Regions from separate parts of the Mus musculus genome. Here region 1 is linked to region 2. A link is a contact called in public Hi-C data. All regions are on one chromosome and are shown on one strand. Each heading gives the region's core, a stretch centred on a gene start, on an enhancer-like site or on the middle of the called end of the contact. The rest is flanking DNA. Distances are from core to core; before and after follow the strand shown.

The links. A called contact is a pair of places that touch in the nucleus more often than the background predicts.
Region 1: a contact with region 2 is called in a Hi-C map of cerebellar granule neurons, with 2.9 times the contacts expected there. The contact joins the enhancer-like site here to the promoter of 1700069L16Rik in region 2. A contact is called at or near these places in 1 of 15 datasets of contacts at CTCF or cohesin (embryonic stem cells), 9 of 484 Hi-C or Micro-C datasets (the N1E-115 cell line, bone marrow-derived macrophages, cerebellar granule neurons and 6 more), 6 of 115 datasets of contacts at active chromatin or transcription factors (effector CD8 T cells, embryonic fibroblasts, embryonic stem cells and 3 more) and 4 of 9 other capture datasets (adipose tissue, embryonic stem cells, liver and 1 more).

The regions. Positions count from the first base shown.
Region 1 is chr5:113,618,854-113,621,553 of GRCm38.p6, reverse strand. The region is part of intron 1 of Cmklr1 (chemokine-like receptor 1); the gene reads left to right. Among named protein-coding and RNA genes, the nearest start is that of Gm42002, 17 kb to the right of the region's middle. Within about 2 kb of position 1,258, at least 29 of the 459 cell types and tissues checked have an H3K27ac peak or open chromatin away from gene starts, as enhancers often do. A contact at or near this core is called in bone marrow-derived macrophages, cerebellar granule neurons, cerebellum and 2 more, where this site is marked.
Region 2 is chr5:113,723,504-113,726,203 of GRCm38.p6, reverse strand. 1700069L16Rik (RIKEN cDNA 1700069L16 gene) reads left to right here and starts at 1,432. Exons shown (of 3, transcript NR_033216.1): 1 at 1,432-1,573; 2 at 2,339-2,504.

The DNA of each region.
Region 1 (2,700 bases), core at 9-2,508, 100 kb after region 2:
GCACCATGTGAGCTGAGCTGCCTCACCTCCATAGTGGACAGCGGTATTGTCCCTGAGGACAGTGGAGCCCAGCAGGTATGGAGGATAATGGGGTTTAGATGAGCATCTGGGTGACTGCGTAACTCAGCCGTTATCTTATCACAAGGAACTGAAAGCAGTACAGGGTAGGGTTAGATACACGAGGACCCGCGGAGGCAAGCATGGACAGCTGCATGGAGGTAAGGGAGTCACTGCTGGGATCTGCAAATGTGACCTCGAGCTTCCTTGTGGCCACATGGAAAGGGGGAGAGGTGATTAATTCAGATCACAGGTTATCAAGATAGAGGAAGTAACAGTTCAAGGGGGGGAGCCAAGTTGCTCTTAACCACAATTTCCTCAAGGGTGTTTCTCTGTGGGTGCCTTCTTCTGGTGCTACTGGAAAGCATACAGCTCTGAAGGTATAGCTTTCACAGATCGCTGCTTACAGCGAGCGACCTTAAGGGGCCCCCTGGGAAGGAGGCTCAGAGTGGGCACATTTGTGGGGTCAGAACAGGGGAGAGCTGAGCTCTCAGGATGCAAGCTCAGAGGCTCGGAGAGGTGAGACTGGGGGCTGCCCACCCTTCAGAGAAGTGGGGTGTGTGTGAGCCTTTCCTTTGAGTCCTGAGGAGCAAACTCCACTCACACTTCCCAGCTGTGTGGCTACGGGAAAGAGGCTTCACCTCTCTCTCTCTCTCTCTTTTTTTTTTTTTCCTTTCTTTTTGGTTTTTTGAGACAGGGTTTCTCTGTGTAGCCCTGGCTGTCCTGGAACTCACTCTGTAGACCAGGCTGGCCTCGAACTCAGAAATCCACCTGCCTCTGCCTCCCAAGTGCTGGGATTAAAGGCGTGCGCCACCACGCCCGGCCGGCTTCACCTCTCTTAACACGTTTTCTCATCTACCAAGCGGAGTTTTCTCTGTGGGGCCACCCGAACACTGCAGAGGTGTGTCTGGCATGGAGCCAGCACATTGGGCCTGGGTTAGCTACGTATGTAGACATGGGATGCATGTCTTTATTCCATGAACATTGTGGTGGTGGTGGTAGGGGTGTGAGGGATGTGAGGGACAGGAATATTATATCTCCTTGGAGTTGACAGAGGCCAGGCATCCATTGTGATCTTACAGTGTTCTGGGCAGCAGGAGGGAGGGGCTTGTCATGATTGACAGCACCTGGGAGTCAGGAGCCACCAGCCCTGTGCCCATGTCCTGGCCCTGAACCCAAGCAGGAGACAGATGGACTGGAACACGCCATTCCTCACGCCACCCTGGCTGGCCTTTCCCCATCTGCCTTGACAAAGGCCACGGGGGTGGGGGTGGGGTGGGGTGAGGCGCGGGGTGGGGGTGTTGGAAGGTCAATCACAGCACAGTGCGCCAGGCCAGTTCCGAGCACAGCCAGCCCTCCTTTTGAATGGATTGTTTTATCCCCTGGATCTGACCAGCCATAGATGAAGAGAATTTTGGGAAGCTGGTTATGAAGGCAGACGCCCATAATCCCAGAACTCAGAGGCAGGGGATCACTAGTTTGAAGACCACTTGATCTACAAAACAAAATTTTCTCTCTCTCCAAACAAACAAACACCAAGTAGAAAAGACAAGCAAAAATTTTTGTTGTTGTTGCTTTTTGAGACAGGGTTTCTCTGTGTAGCCCTGGCTGTCCTGGAACTCTGTAGACCAGGCTGGCCTTGAACTCAGAAATTCATCTGCCTCTGCCTCCCGAGTGCTGGGATTAAAGGCGTGTGCTACCACGACCGGCTAGCAAAAATTTTTAAAAGGAAAAGAGAGAGAGAGAGAGAGAGAGAACTATGCTCACAGTGTACCCATGACATTAGACATTAAACTGAATCCCCAGGAAGGCTAAAGTATTCAGCAGGACGCGTGTGGTTTTATATGCAGATATTACACTGTTTCAGAAATGGATGCTAGGATTTGGGGATTCAAGAGGCGTGTGGGAGTCAGTCCCTACTTTACATTGGATGTTAGTCCTTGCAGACTCTTATAACACAGGACCTGGCACCCCTTTCCCTTCACATCCCCTTATAGACAGGGCAGCTAAGGTGACTTCCCTCTAGGTCCCCAGGAACAGAGAGAGGCTTCCTCACCTCTGGAGGGCTGGGGGCGGGGAGGCAAAGGCTGCACCATCAGAGGAACCTATTCTGCTGGCCCTGGCTCAGACCCTGACCCCAGCTTCTCCCAGCCCAGCCTACAAACCAGACATGACATCATCTGGGTCATCTTCCTATGGCCAGCAATGAGCTTCTCTCAGTCCCCTGTGCTACAGTTGGGGCCAATGGGTTGAGCTTCCTCCCTCTTCTCTCAGCTTTCACATCCTAGTTCCTGCTTGTCCTTTACCAACTCAGAGGTCCCTTTTCCCAGAAAACTAGATGCCAGCCCTTCTTACTTCTTGGGATATCTGGGGCTCACCTGGCCCAGCGCGACCTCTCTGTCTATGCATGTGTGTCCACCATGGGGAAAGACCCTAAAGAAATTGTTTTCCATCTTCCATGCCTGGGACTGTGGAGATACACACACACACACACACACACACACACACACACACACACACACACACGGCAGCTGTCCTGAAGTCCTATGGCATGGCAGTTAAGCTCTGGGTTCTGCCAGCTTCAGGTGGCTTTCTCGCCCATCTGTCAGAGCCTTCTGCTCCCCAAGCCACATGGTAGCCCTT
Region 2 (2,700 bases), core at 183-2,682:
CCTCTGCCACTGTGGGAGTCACCTCCGGTAGAAGCAGCTTCCTTCCCCGTGATGGGGATCCGTCCATGGTGACGTGTGTCCTCAGGCTGGCCTTGAGTCACTTACGGAGAGTGAACAATTCTCGGTGTGTTTTTTTTGTAAGGCGAGAGGATTTATGTATTGCTAAGTTTGATGTATTGTTATAAATTATGCTTTGGTTTCAGGCCTGTTTAAAAAAAAAAGTTCAGTGTTTCTTTGAGTTCTGGGAAACATGCTGTAAATAATTTGGTGCTTCTTGGCCAGCAGTTCCTCTCGTAATATAAAGTCGTGTCGGCATCTATATCTTCTTATATCTTAAAAATACCTATTTCCTCTCCTTTCTCACAGCAGGGGTGGGGAGGGGAGAAGAAGCGAATGGCATTTTCTGGGTTCTCCCGGGTCTTGGAGGAATCTGTCTGTGTCCTCCAGGCCTGTCTTTCTGCTCCCGGCTGCCTACCTGACTGAGGTGACCTGCGACCTCAGCATTCAACCCGGTGCACTCCCACGCCCTCTTCCCCTTCAGTGTCCATTCTGAGGACACTTGTTTGTGGCACACTGCTGTGACGAGCCATGAAAGGGAAGTGAGCAACCCTGCGTCAAAGGTGGTGGGCAGCTCTCCCGAGGCTCCCCGTCAGCTTGTCCTCTGGCAAAGTGCTTCTGTCTACGGAGCTGCCTCACCTACCACCTAAGTCCTTACCTTAAAAAAAAAAAAAAAAAAGCAACAAGCTCTAAAGAATTAAAACATATGTTTGAGATCATAACGTAGTTATACCATTTCCCCTTCCATTTGCTCCCATGTCCCCACCTCTTCCTTTTGAGTTCATGGTCTTTTTTTAAAAAACATTTATTTATTTACTTTATGTATGTGAGTACACTGTAGCTGTACAGATGGTTGTGAACCTTCATGTGGTTGTTGGGAATTGAATTTTAGGACCTCTGCTTGTTCCAGTCAACTCTGCTTGCTCAGGCCCAAAGATTTATTTATTATTATACATAAGTACATTCACTGTAGCTGTCTTCAGACACACCAGAAGAGGTCATCAGATCTCATTAGGGGTGGTTGTGAGCCACCATGTGGTTGCTGGGATTTGAACTCAGGACCTTCGGAAGAACAGTCGGTGCTCTTAACCGTTGAGCCATCTCACCAGTCCCCGTTCATGGTCTTTTTAATTATTATATACTCCTAAATACACAAACACAGCCTGCTCTGTCTGTACAATGTTACCCGTACACAACACAGTCAACTTAAAAAGCCCTTAAAAGAGTCTCAATGACTGTTAATGAGTGGCACCTGTTCGACACATCGATGACGACATCTTGAGATAGGGTTTTCTGGAGAGCCACTGAGAAAACTGTGCAGTGCTCTGGCGCCCGATTTAGAATGTTTGTCCTCAGGCCTAACTGTCGATTGCCGAGGCTGCCTCCTGGTTAGGCTGGGAGTTGTTTGGGTGAGCAGTGGCTGGGCCCTGCTCTTCGGCTAGCTCCCAGGTGGGCGCCTCCGCGGATGACTTTTATCGACCAGCAGGTGGCGCTGTTGACAGGCAAATTGGCTCCTGTGAGTACCGAGTTGGAACCCTCCCTGGTTGGATTTGTCGCTAACTGGCTGGTGAGCTGTTGACCTGTCCAGAAGTAGGCAATTGTGTGCCTTAAAGGATATATCTTGTCCATAATCCACGGATAAGTCGATTCTGCTCCTGATTCCCCCACCCCCACCCCCCCGGTTCCCTACTAGTAAGAGCTCTGTCAGGTCCATCCCTGCAGTAACTTTCTTTCTGCATCCAAAGGCCGGGCAGGTCATACAGCTGGTTCTGGGTTAGGACTCAGACCCTTGCTGAAGGATACTGTAGAACACGTTCCCTCTCTCACAGGCTACAGCCGCTGCCCATGGAGGTGGTGACTGAATCGTGCCAGTGGGGAGTCGGAGCAGATGCAGTCCGAGTTGAATGTATGCAGTATGAGCCTTGGTGGTCCATCAGTGAGGGACTTGGGGGACCGTTTGTTAGAGCACCCTAACCTGACCTGCCTGTTCAAGACAGGGTGTGTGAGAGCAGGTGTTGATGAAAGAAAAGAATCCGGGATATCTCAGACAAGGCTGGTTCATCACTGTGAGAGAGGATGGGATCGGGCTAGGGTGGGGGAGGGGCAAACGTCGGATTCAGCTGTGTGGGGGAGTGCAAGGTCAAGGTGATCCCTCTAAAGGCGACTGGAGAACAACCCCAGGCTAAGGGTTGCTGGAGGTTGCCCTTTAAAGACTATCACAGTTTGATGTTGGAGAATGAATTCTATCTATTCAACTCTCACACAACGGGTCTCTTTCCAGGGTACAAGGGAAGCCAAGGCTTTCTGCTGGCAATGCTGGCTATAACAGACCTGGCCACATGGCGCTCAGCTGGCCCCACAGCAGGTGGAACTTCCCTTCTCCTGCTCCAGGGCCCAGCATCTCAGCAGGAGACAGATTGCATCAGCTGTCCCCAGACTGGCAAGAGGTAAAACTGGATCCTTCCTCCTAGATTTGCAGAGTGGTCCAGGCTCAGTAGAAAGGGTTCTTTGGAAGCCTGTTAGATGGGTCAGCCAGGGGAAGTCTCTCTCCTTGGGGGAACCTCAGGAAGGGGGCAGCCATGCAGGCTAACACACGGTTCTCAGAGCCTTGCAGGTAGAACCCAGAACAGGAGCGCCAAGGAC